2 separate regions of the Mus musculus genome follow, and region 1 is linked to region 2. Evidence: chromatin contacts called from public promoter capture Hi-C data. All regions are on one chromosome and are shown on one strand. Each heading gives the region's core, a stretch centred on a gene start, on an enhancer-like site or on the middle of the called end of the contact. The rest is flanking DNA. Distances are from core to core; before and after follow the strand shown.

What was found. Promoter capture Hi-C pulls out the DNA fragments that hold promoters and counts their contacts.
Region 1: a contact with region 2 is called in a promoter capture Hi-C map of erythroid cells, with 2.0 times the contacts expected there. The contact joins the promoter of Astl here to the promoter of Usp50 in region 2. A contact is called at or near these places in 4 of 39 promoter capture datasets (cranial neural crest, erythroid cells, liver and 1 more).

Annotation. Positions count from the first base shown.
Region 1 is chr2:127,338,648-127,343,567 of GRCm38.p6, reverse strand. Astl (astacin-like metalloendopeptidase (M12 family)) reads right to left here and starts at 1,932. Exons shown (of 9, transcript NM_001291003.1): 1 at 1,817-1,932; 2 at 1,092-1,217. The coding sequence starts at 1,871.
Region 2 is chr2:126,781,267-126,786,195 of GRCm38.p6, reverse strand. It overlaps Usp50 (ubiquitin specific peptidase 50), which reads left to right and starts at 2,736. Exons shown (of 7, transcript NM_029163.3): 1 at 2,736-2,976. The coding sequence starts at 2,909.

The sequences.
Region 1 (4,920 bases), core at 683-3,182, 560 kb before region 2:
ACCACCTAGTTTCTATTATCCATAATCTGAGGTAGCTAGGAGCTGAAATTGCAAGTCACAACCACAGAAGGGAGTTGAGGTTGGTGAATACTTCTTGTCTCAGTCTGCTTTGGTTTCTCATCTTCCTGTCAGGGAGCCTCCTGCAGCTGACTGCTGGGAAGAGAAATCTTGGGACCCATGAGGCAGTGAAGGAAGCCACAGAAAGCTTGAGAGGAGTGACTACAGGAGCACTGCCGGATCCCCATCGTAACTTCTGACTACGGATGGTGGCACAGACTAGACCCACCCTCTTGTGAGTCCTCTTAGGTAGGAGAGGTCGCCTCAGGATTATCTGATCAAGGTTGCATCCTGAAATCTAAAAGGCCACTCATTCTCCAGGATCTGGTATAGTTGTGTGGCCTTAGCCCTCAGAGCTGTCATTCACAGCTGCAGCTGGTGGTGTTTACGAACAAGACATCAGCTAGGCAGGGACAGCTGTTAGCAACTACTGTGAGCCCGAGCATGGGAAAGTCTGTGACTTTGAGAGCGAGTGCCAGGGAAGCCATATGACTGACCGAGGACTGGGTCCATCTGAGCTTCTAACCAGAGAATGAAGGGAGCAGTAGTCACCATCTACACTAAAGCAAGATTACCGCTGTTCTGCCAACATTTCAGCCCATGATGACGCCAAGATCTGAATTCATTTCCATTGCCAACAACTTCAGCCCAATGCGTCTGTGTTCCTCATGTCCGAGATCCCCAGACAAAGATGCCCTGAGCCACAGACTTCTTTGTTCCTTAACAATCCACCCCACTTGGCCAGGTCACGCTTACACACCGCTACTTACAGAGAGATTGACATGCTCTCAAATATCGACTGATGATTTTACTCAAGTCCCAAGCCGAGAGAACACCAGTGCTCTTATCAGATCATTCTAAAGACATTTACAGTATCTCATATAAAAAATATTAACCAGCAAAAGAATACAGAAAAACAGACAAGCATTTCCTCATGAAACTTGATTTCCCTGCATGCATGGGGACATTTCCTCTCAATCTTTTCCGCATGTCCACATTCAGCATGGCTTTGGAGTGTGGCCCCGTGTTCTCACCTTGGTTAATTGCGGGGATGTCCTTGTCCTGAAATACCGGGCTTCCCTCAGGAGTGAAGCCTTCTGGAACACTGGTACTGCAGACTCCAGAACATCTGGATGCTGAGGGTGCTCCCATGCTCAAACCTGGCTCAGGAAGACAAGTGCAGACATATAGATGCCCCCGGGACTCCACTGTGAGCCGGGACAGCAGGCAGCAAAATCCAGCCCCTTCCAGGAGAGGCCACCCAGGATGCATTCCTGAAGCCTGCCTGGCTATCTCACTCATCATACCTGGTGACAAGGCCTAGATGCCTTCAGTGAAGGAGATCCCTTTAAGGGACTAACACTTGGCTCAGAAAGGCTAGGGCAGCCAATATGAGGCAGAAAAGAGGCACAGTAGACTTTAAATCTTCAGGCAGCACCAGAATCAAGGCTGGCCTCAGACCCTACTCTTGAACATTTCTCTCCACTCAGGCTGAGTGCCTGCTGCCCCAGCCAGGCTAGAAACTGGCTTACCTTAAAACAAGTAGGTATATGGTATGACACTTGGCAATCTGCTGTTAGGTGGGCCCTCTCTACTCCTACAAGTATCAGGAGGCCTCCTCCTTGGTTCCCAGGGGCTCACTCATAGGTACAACCCTACAACGCCATGTTGGAGCTGTGAAACTAAGTTAAGATTATCTTAAGCCACAGCTGCAGCCTCTGGCCTCTTCCCAATGTCCCAGAGACTGGAGCCAGCTTACCTAGCAAGGAGAGCATAGTTAATATCCAAGGCCACAGGCTTCCCATGATACCCATGGTGGGTCCTCACTGCCCTCTTGGCAAGCAACACACAGAAATGTGGCAGGGAAAGGCCTCCTTAACTCAGGGACTCTACCATCCACCCCCTTTAATAGGGGCTTCTCCAGCCCACACCTGCAGCCTCCCAACCACCTCCACCTGCAGTTCCTCCCAACAACTATCACCTGAAGACCTGCCCAGTCTTACCAGAGGACTCTACCCCTGTCCCCAGCCTGAGCCTTCTGGACCATAGTCCCATCCATCTTGGCTGAAGTGGGTAAAAAGTGGGCCGGGGACACAAAACAAATCCTTAGGATACCCTTGAGCAGGGTAGCTTCCCTGAGATTCCCCCTCCTGCCACCAGAGGGCAGAGAAGCATTGCAGCCTCATGTAGTTCATGACTTGGATTGAGATCCAGTCACTAAAAGGGGGCTTTCCTTTTCCTGTTCCACCAACTACCGGAGGGTTCAGACCCAGAAAATCTGCTGGGAAACTCAAGGCACCTCTCCCTATGTGGTCACCATACCCGTATAATCTCTCCCCTCCCCCCTCCCCTCCTCTATTTATACGAGAAAGGGTCTCATTAAGTAGCTTTGGCTGTCCTGGAACTCAGTATGTAGACCAGGCTGGCCTCAAACTCAGAGAGATCTGCCTGCTGCCTGTGTCTACCTCCTGAGTGCTGGGATTAAAGGCATGTGTCACTATGCCCAGCTATAAGCTTTTATTTCAGAAGCCATATAGGAAAGTACACAGGTTGCAAGACTCTGAGAAACTTCACACTGAACACCAGCATCATCAGCACCCAGAGACGCCCCCCACTGCAGAGGGGACACTTTTGAACTCTTAGACGCTCATATGACTGTGGTCCTTCCAATGCCACTGCCCACTGACATGATCGGCCAGGGCCCCTTCCCATTTCACTAATTCAAAATACAAAGCTCCCAGACTTTCTTCCTTTACATCCTGCCATCCAGAGACCCGGCCTGGATGGACAGCCTGGAACATACCAAGTCCACCCCCATGTTCAGTAAAGGAAAGCCAGAGCTCCACAAGGACCTGTTGGCATTCTTGCTGAGCCTGGGGCAAACATCTCTCAAGAAGTAGAAGCTAGAGCCAGACAGAGGGGCTATAATAAAAGCAGATGCTGCTGATGCCTGAGCAGAATCTAGACTGGTTTCCAGGAATCCGATGGATATGCTAATTATCTTGACCAGCAGACTCATTCCTTCACAGTGCTTATATATGTCAAAGCTTGTCAAGTACCTTAAACACTCCATTTTTTTCCCATTAAAAAAGAAGATGCCAGGGGTGGTGGCGCACCCCTTTAATCCCAGGATGTGGGAGGCAGAGGCAGGAGGATTTCTGAGTTTGAGGCCAGCTTGGTCTACAAAGTGAGTTCCAGTACAGCCAGGGCTACACAGAGAAACCCTGTCTTGAAAAACAGAAGAAGAAGAAGAAGAAGAAGAAGAAGAAGAAGAAGAAGAAGAAGAAGAAGAAGAAGAAGAAGAAGAAGAAGAAGAAAACGACGACATGAGTTGTCATGGTGGTTCACACCTGAAATCCCGTAGAACCGATTGAAAATTAGCCTGGGCTACATAGTGAGGGGCCATCTCAAAAATATATTTAAAACAATGACCTAACTACTTAAATGTGCTTACTAAAATCATTATCATCACATTAGTGGAAAATCTCATACACAGTATTTGGGAGGCAAAGGTAGGTGGATCTCTTGTGAGTTTGAGGTCAATTTGGTCTACATATTCAGTTCCAGACAAATCAAGGCCACATAGTAAGACTGTCTTAAAAAAGGAAAGGAAGGAAGAGAGGGAGGAGAGGAAAGAAAGAAAGGCCATTTGCTAGGCAGGTAAGATGTTAGAAACACAGAAGGGCAAGGAATAGGTCTAATGGGACCGCCAGCAACCAGCCATGCTATGTATAAGATAATGAAAGGTTAATGACTCTGGGACGCAGGTGTCCACCCTGAGCTGGGCATCAAGTCCACAGGTCCCAATAGAAACTGGTAGGGTTGCCTGCCTCATGGCCTGGTACAGGCGGGCACCAGTACAATAAACAGATATAAGATGAATAGTGGGGAACATAGAAAAACTAAGCAGTGTGTGTGTGCTACGGAGAAAGGCGAAACTGGAGATGTGATTGATGGTGGTGACGGATGAGAGAGGGCTGGTGGACACGCTGTCATTGCCCAGGAAGGTTGGCAGAATGGCAGCCTGGAGCTTATGCTGATGCAGACTCAGCTCCCCAGACCTTCTGCCTGGCCTTGAAATCCCGCTAGCTCTGAGCAACCATGGAAGCCCAAGATGAAGAAAGGTTTGCTTTCTGGATTAGACCACCTTAAAGGTTCAGGAAGTCATGTTGGTATCTATAGTCCATGTTGCTGCCCCAGGATGGAGATGCAAGTCTGTGCCTCTGACTAATGATTTGACGTCCCTGGGCTTTGCTGCCTGGGGTGGGTGGGGAGGGGGGCTCAGGTGGAAGCATGTTGTTGCGAGCGGCATTTGTAGCCACCTGAGGCCATGTTGTAGCACCTGCCCAGGGACAGCTGCTGTGAGCCATGAATAGGTTAGTGGCTCTGATATGGCCAGCCCACTTGATGCCTGTGGTTACCACTAAGGCAGGCTGCCTGAAAACACGTTAAAGTCTGTGGGTGTGGGTGTGGGAGAGCTGGCCCCGCCCCTCACTGGCTCTTCCTCAGTTGATGGCTTCTGGTATGGAGAAAGGCTAAGAAAGACTCCTCCTCCTCCTCCCTGTGGGCCACTAAGAATTCAACCATGTTCCAGTGAATATATGGACAAAACAAAATGGACTTACCTTTTCCTTTTGGGGGGGCAGAACATCCTGGGGAGGGGAGGGAGCAGATGTGGGAAAACTGGGAGGTGAGCACAATCAGGGTGCTTGATGTGAGATTTCCAAATAATTCATTAAAAAAAAAAAACTGATACAATTCCTGAGGAAGGCTCAGAACAACCCTAGCTCTTGAGTGCTTTACCCAGAGCAGAGAAAATGGGCGCCAGGGGTAGGTTATGCACCCTTCATCCAGGGAGCCAGT
Region 2 (4,929 bases), core at 1,487-3,986:
GGCTGTTAGCCTGGGCTGCCAGGGCCATCTCGGCCAACCTTGCAAGTATTGCTGCTCTGACCTAGATGGGGTCTGTGAACTCAGGACCTCTGGAAGAGCAGTCAGTGCTCCTAACTGCTGAGCCATCTCTCCAGCCCCCTCACTTTAGATTTTTATTCATCACAATTGTGAGAGAATTCAAGAGCCCCAACCTTGATTTAACTTTCACCAGCTGTTTAGTCTCTGGAAGTCTCTGGCACACAGCTGCCTGGATGGACAAAGATCTCAATGATCTCTAAATTGCATCATATTGAAGATGATTTTATGTATGGGTAAACCTCACTCTTCTCAATTTCGCAGTGTGGTCTCTTACCAGAGAGCATTTCTCCTTGGTCCTTGTCTTCTTGCAGGAAATAATTCAGCCATGATGCAGTTTAAGTATAAATTTATCATCCCAGAGAGACTGAGGAGGGAAGGAAGGCTGGTTGAGCAGGGAGGATCTGCCCACTGGGTTATATGCTGGGGGCTTTTACAAGGTTTTATCACTAATTGTGAGAGGGGTTCTATATCCCTAGAGGCGAAGTAGCCCAGTCACCTCCAAGTCATTGCACCTCATCTCACCTTTTATTAAAACATTCCTTGTAAGTTTCTAGAAAAGCCCACGAGAAGAGGGGTCTCAACCCGCAATGCAAAGGACAAAGGACTGCACAGGCTGCGAAGGACGGTATGGAGTTCGGGTGGTGGTGCAGCCCTGCTTTACAGGTTCTTTGTAACTGTGCCAGAGCGGCAACAAGGAAAGTGCCTGGCACTTTAATTCCTGATCCAGCAGGAAGAAGCTAAGCTGCAGCATCAAGGATGCTTAACCATGGAGCATTCTCACCTGCCAAGACACAGCAGTTTCTGTTGTTACATCACACAGAATTCCTTACCTTCCAACCTCACTAGCAGATTAACATTGACGTTTTCACAAAAATCCATTATGTATCACCCATAGCATAAAAACCAAGTGGATTGGAATAACATAGTCACCCTTGCTACTCAACTTTAGCTTAACATAAATATGTGAAAAGAGCATAGACTGCACTTTCATATTGTCAAAATATTTAAAATACATGGGTGTAGATTTTGAAAGTACTGCACAATTTTCAGATGACTAGAAAGAAATATCTAAGAGGGGCAGATTAAAACAAGCCACCAAAGAGATAAGGAAAAATTAAGAAGCAGCCCTCTTACTTTAGTGTGAGCTGTATGAGCTGTGGGCAGTGGTGCCCTGGTGTGCAGATGAGGCAGGAATGTCACGTGCTAGGCAGTGGGAACACAGCATTGAGGACTGATGAGACAGGAGCTATGCTAGGGCTGTCAGAAGCTAGGTGTCTCCCAGTTAGAGTTAGATTGTATAGGAAGGGAAAATAAATCTAGAAAGGTTGTGACTATTGGTGTGAATTCTGATTCTCAATACATATATGCACATACACAGAGGGGCATCATTATGGATCTAATGTATATTTCTTAGTCATTGTGTGTGTTGCCGGGTGGTTTGGCATAGTGTGTGAGAGAGATCGATGTCATGTGGTGTGTGTTGCAGTGTGTGGCTTACGACTAAAAGGCCTAGAAAGGACACTGCAATCTGTTGAGTGCCTGCAGGCTGTGTGTGCTCCTGGAGCCCAGCTTTCATGAGCTGTCACTCATACTGGGGTCTTCGGTGACACAGCTGAGTCCTATTTGCTCCTGATCTCTCCACCCATATGCCCTAACTGACCCCACTGAAACTCATTGCTCTATGAAGTTGGACTTTGAGAGTATTTTTCCTTCAGCCTGTCTTCAGTACCCTACCTGGGATAAACTGATCCTAAGGGCTCTCTGCCTGCTCTCTGCTGGTGCTTGGCTGACCCAGTAGATCTGCTCAGAGAGCAGGCCAGCAGCAACTAGGCACTCCAGAGGCAAGGCCCCAGCACGGGTGCTTTCCCAGGTCACAGCCCCATGCTTTTAGTTAGAACTGAGGATGCCATCCTTTTCCTCCAGTGGAAAAGTCTGAGTTCAGAAAACCATGTGTGCCCCAGAGGCCACAGCTTGTAAATCCTATAATAAGCCTGTGTGGTGGTTTAAATATGCTTGGCCTATTAGGAGGTGTGGCCTTGTTGGAGGAAATGTGTCATTGTGGGGGTGGGCAATGATTCTTTTCTCCTAACTACATGGGAGCCAGTCTTCTAGTGTCCTTCAGATGAAGATATAGAACTCTCAGCTCCTCCTGCACCATGTCTGCCAGGACATGCCCTTGTTCTCCACCTTGATGATAATGGACTGAACCTCTAAAACTGTAAGCCAGCCCCATTTAAATGTTGTCCTTAGAAGAGTTGCCTTGGTCATGGTGTCTGTCCACAGCAGTAAAACCCTAACAGCCTGTGTACTATGGGTATGTGCCCATATCCAGCTGTGTCTCCATCCCAAGAATAAACAATTCTGGTGACCTCACTGTGTATGCATCGGGATGAGAAAAATCTCACTACCTCCTCCATAGGGGAAGAGATGTCCCTCTAGGGTTCATGGGAGCAGTGTTGCCACACACTGTCCCCAAATCCAGAGGGTGAACATCTCTGTGTGCTTGTGTGTGAGAAACCCAGAAATAGAGGGAGAGCTGTGATGTGGACAATTCGTTCTCAGAAAGTTGATCTTTCAGAAGCATTTCAAACAAACAAATAATGGTATCCCTTGACAACACGTTAGAACCTTGGTATGAAGGGTGACAATTGTGATGCAGGGGAGGATCCAAGAAGAACTGGGCCTGAGTCAAGTGAAATCAGACAGCAACAACACAAAGGGGGGAGGGGGGCATTCAAACGGTTCAAAACCAAAAACAAGCCAGGGAGCAGTCCTGGAGAAATGAAGTTAAAAGGATCAAAGGTAGCTCGTGAGTAGAAGTGAAAGCCTGATGTGCTTCATTGACATGGCGTCTCATCGGCCGGTCCCTGCAGACGACTTCGGTGCCTACTACAACCTGTGAGCCTCTATGTCCTGTGCCTTTATAGATAACCTCAGGAGTGGGGGGCTGGGGGAGGGCTTACCTAGAGGGGGCATGGCACCTGTTGCATTTGGGAGGGCTCTGCCAGATTTGACCCATGAAGGACCCAGAAGAGATAACATACATGTACTCCCTGATCAGTCAGCTCAGGGCCTCCGTGACATCACTGAGTAAAAGTGAGAATGGCACACTTTTCAGATGGGTGAAACTGAGCAGAGGCACTGAGTGAGGCCGCTGAGCGGTGGGGCCTGGATTTCAGATTCAGTCTGTGGGAAGAAAGGTAATAAAGGACAAAGGTGGTGAGCGGCCCTACTGAATCGGTCAGATAAGAGGGAGCTGTGCAGATCAAGGAGGCCTCCTGGAGCCTGCAGTATTTCCCATCTCTGCATGCTGGGCAGATGCTCCAGTCCCGTCTCTCCACATTAAGTCATTTATTCTTTTAAAGATTTTATTTTATGTATATGAATGCTTTGCTGACAATTTAAGCACACCAAAGCAGTGCTCTTGGAGGCCAGAAGAGGGCATTAGATCCCTTGGAACTGGAGACACAAATGGTTGTGAGCTGCCATGTGGTTGCTGGGAAGTGAGCCAGGATCTTCTGAAAGAACAGCAGAAATGCTCTTAACTGCTGAGCCATCTCTTCAGAACCCAAGCTGTGTGTGTGTGTGTGTGTGTGTGTGTGTGTGTATGCACGTATATCTGTATATGTGTGTATACATATATATGTATATATGTGTGTATACATGTAAATATACGTGTATACATACTATACAGGTACATAGATGTATATATACATATATACATACACACATAGACATATATACACACATGTGTATGTGTATATAAGTATATATACATATGTGTGTGTGTGTATAAATATACACTTGTCTTTTTTTGGACACAGGGTTTCTCTGTGTAGCCTTAGCTATTCGTTCTAGAACCCACTCTGTACACCAGGTTAGCCTCAGACTCAGAGATCCCCCCTGCTGCTGCCTCCTGAACGCTAGGATCAAAGGTTTGCACCACCAATAACTGGCTATGTTGTATTCTTTTAAAAGATATCATTTATTATGTGATCTAAGCTAAGCACCTTGCATGGCACCTGCATGGCCCTCGCAGTAACCCTGCCAGGAAGAGGTAGTGTTCCTTGTTTTGCTGGGGGATCAGGAGCTTGAGGCCAAAGCCAGTGCCTCACACAGGCCAAGGACACTTTCTCATGCTGAATGTTTCTGTGTTATAAATGAGCAAACATAAGAACCCTAATCATAAATATATATAATCAGTTATTAGCGTAGCAATGTGCATGTATGCACACATATGTATGCATATATACATACCTGTGCCCTTAACATATGAATGTATATGTTCCTACTATGTGTATGTATCATGCTCACTATAGCTGTCTCCAGACACCAAAAGAAGCTACAAAGGCTCAAAGTTACAACCCTTTAACGGCCCCATAAAGCACTTGCTGGGATTTGAACTGGGGTCCTTTGAATCCATAGTCAGTGTTCTTACCCACTGAGCCACAGCTCCAACACTGTATTATGTTCTCCATATGTCACCTATAGAGTTATATTCATTCTCAGCATATGCTGTAATTCCATATAATTTAATGGCCAGGTAAGGTAGGTAAATGCCTTCATTTCTCCTGCATCACTATGTGCTTGCCCTTGGTATACTACTGTGGGCAAATGACTCACTCACATAAGCTGGTTAGTCCACCTGTAAATGGGATTTTAGAAGGACTGTTTCTACCCAGAAGAGCTGTTGCAAATATTTAATGGGGAATGTATATTAAATGTTTAATATAGTCAGACTAAGTACAAAATGTCTATGATGTTACTGTTAAAGCAGGAAAGGCTTTGGTTTTTTAACAGCTGAGTTTGGATGTTTAGCCAAGCCACCCTGAGACCTGGACGGCAGGTTTA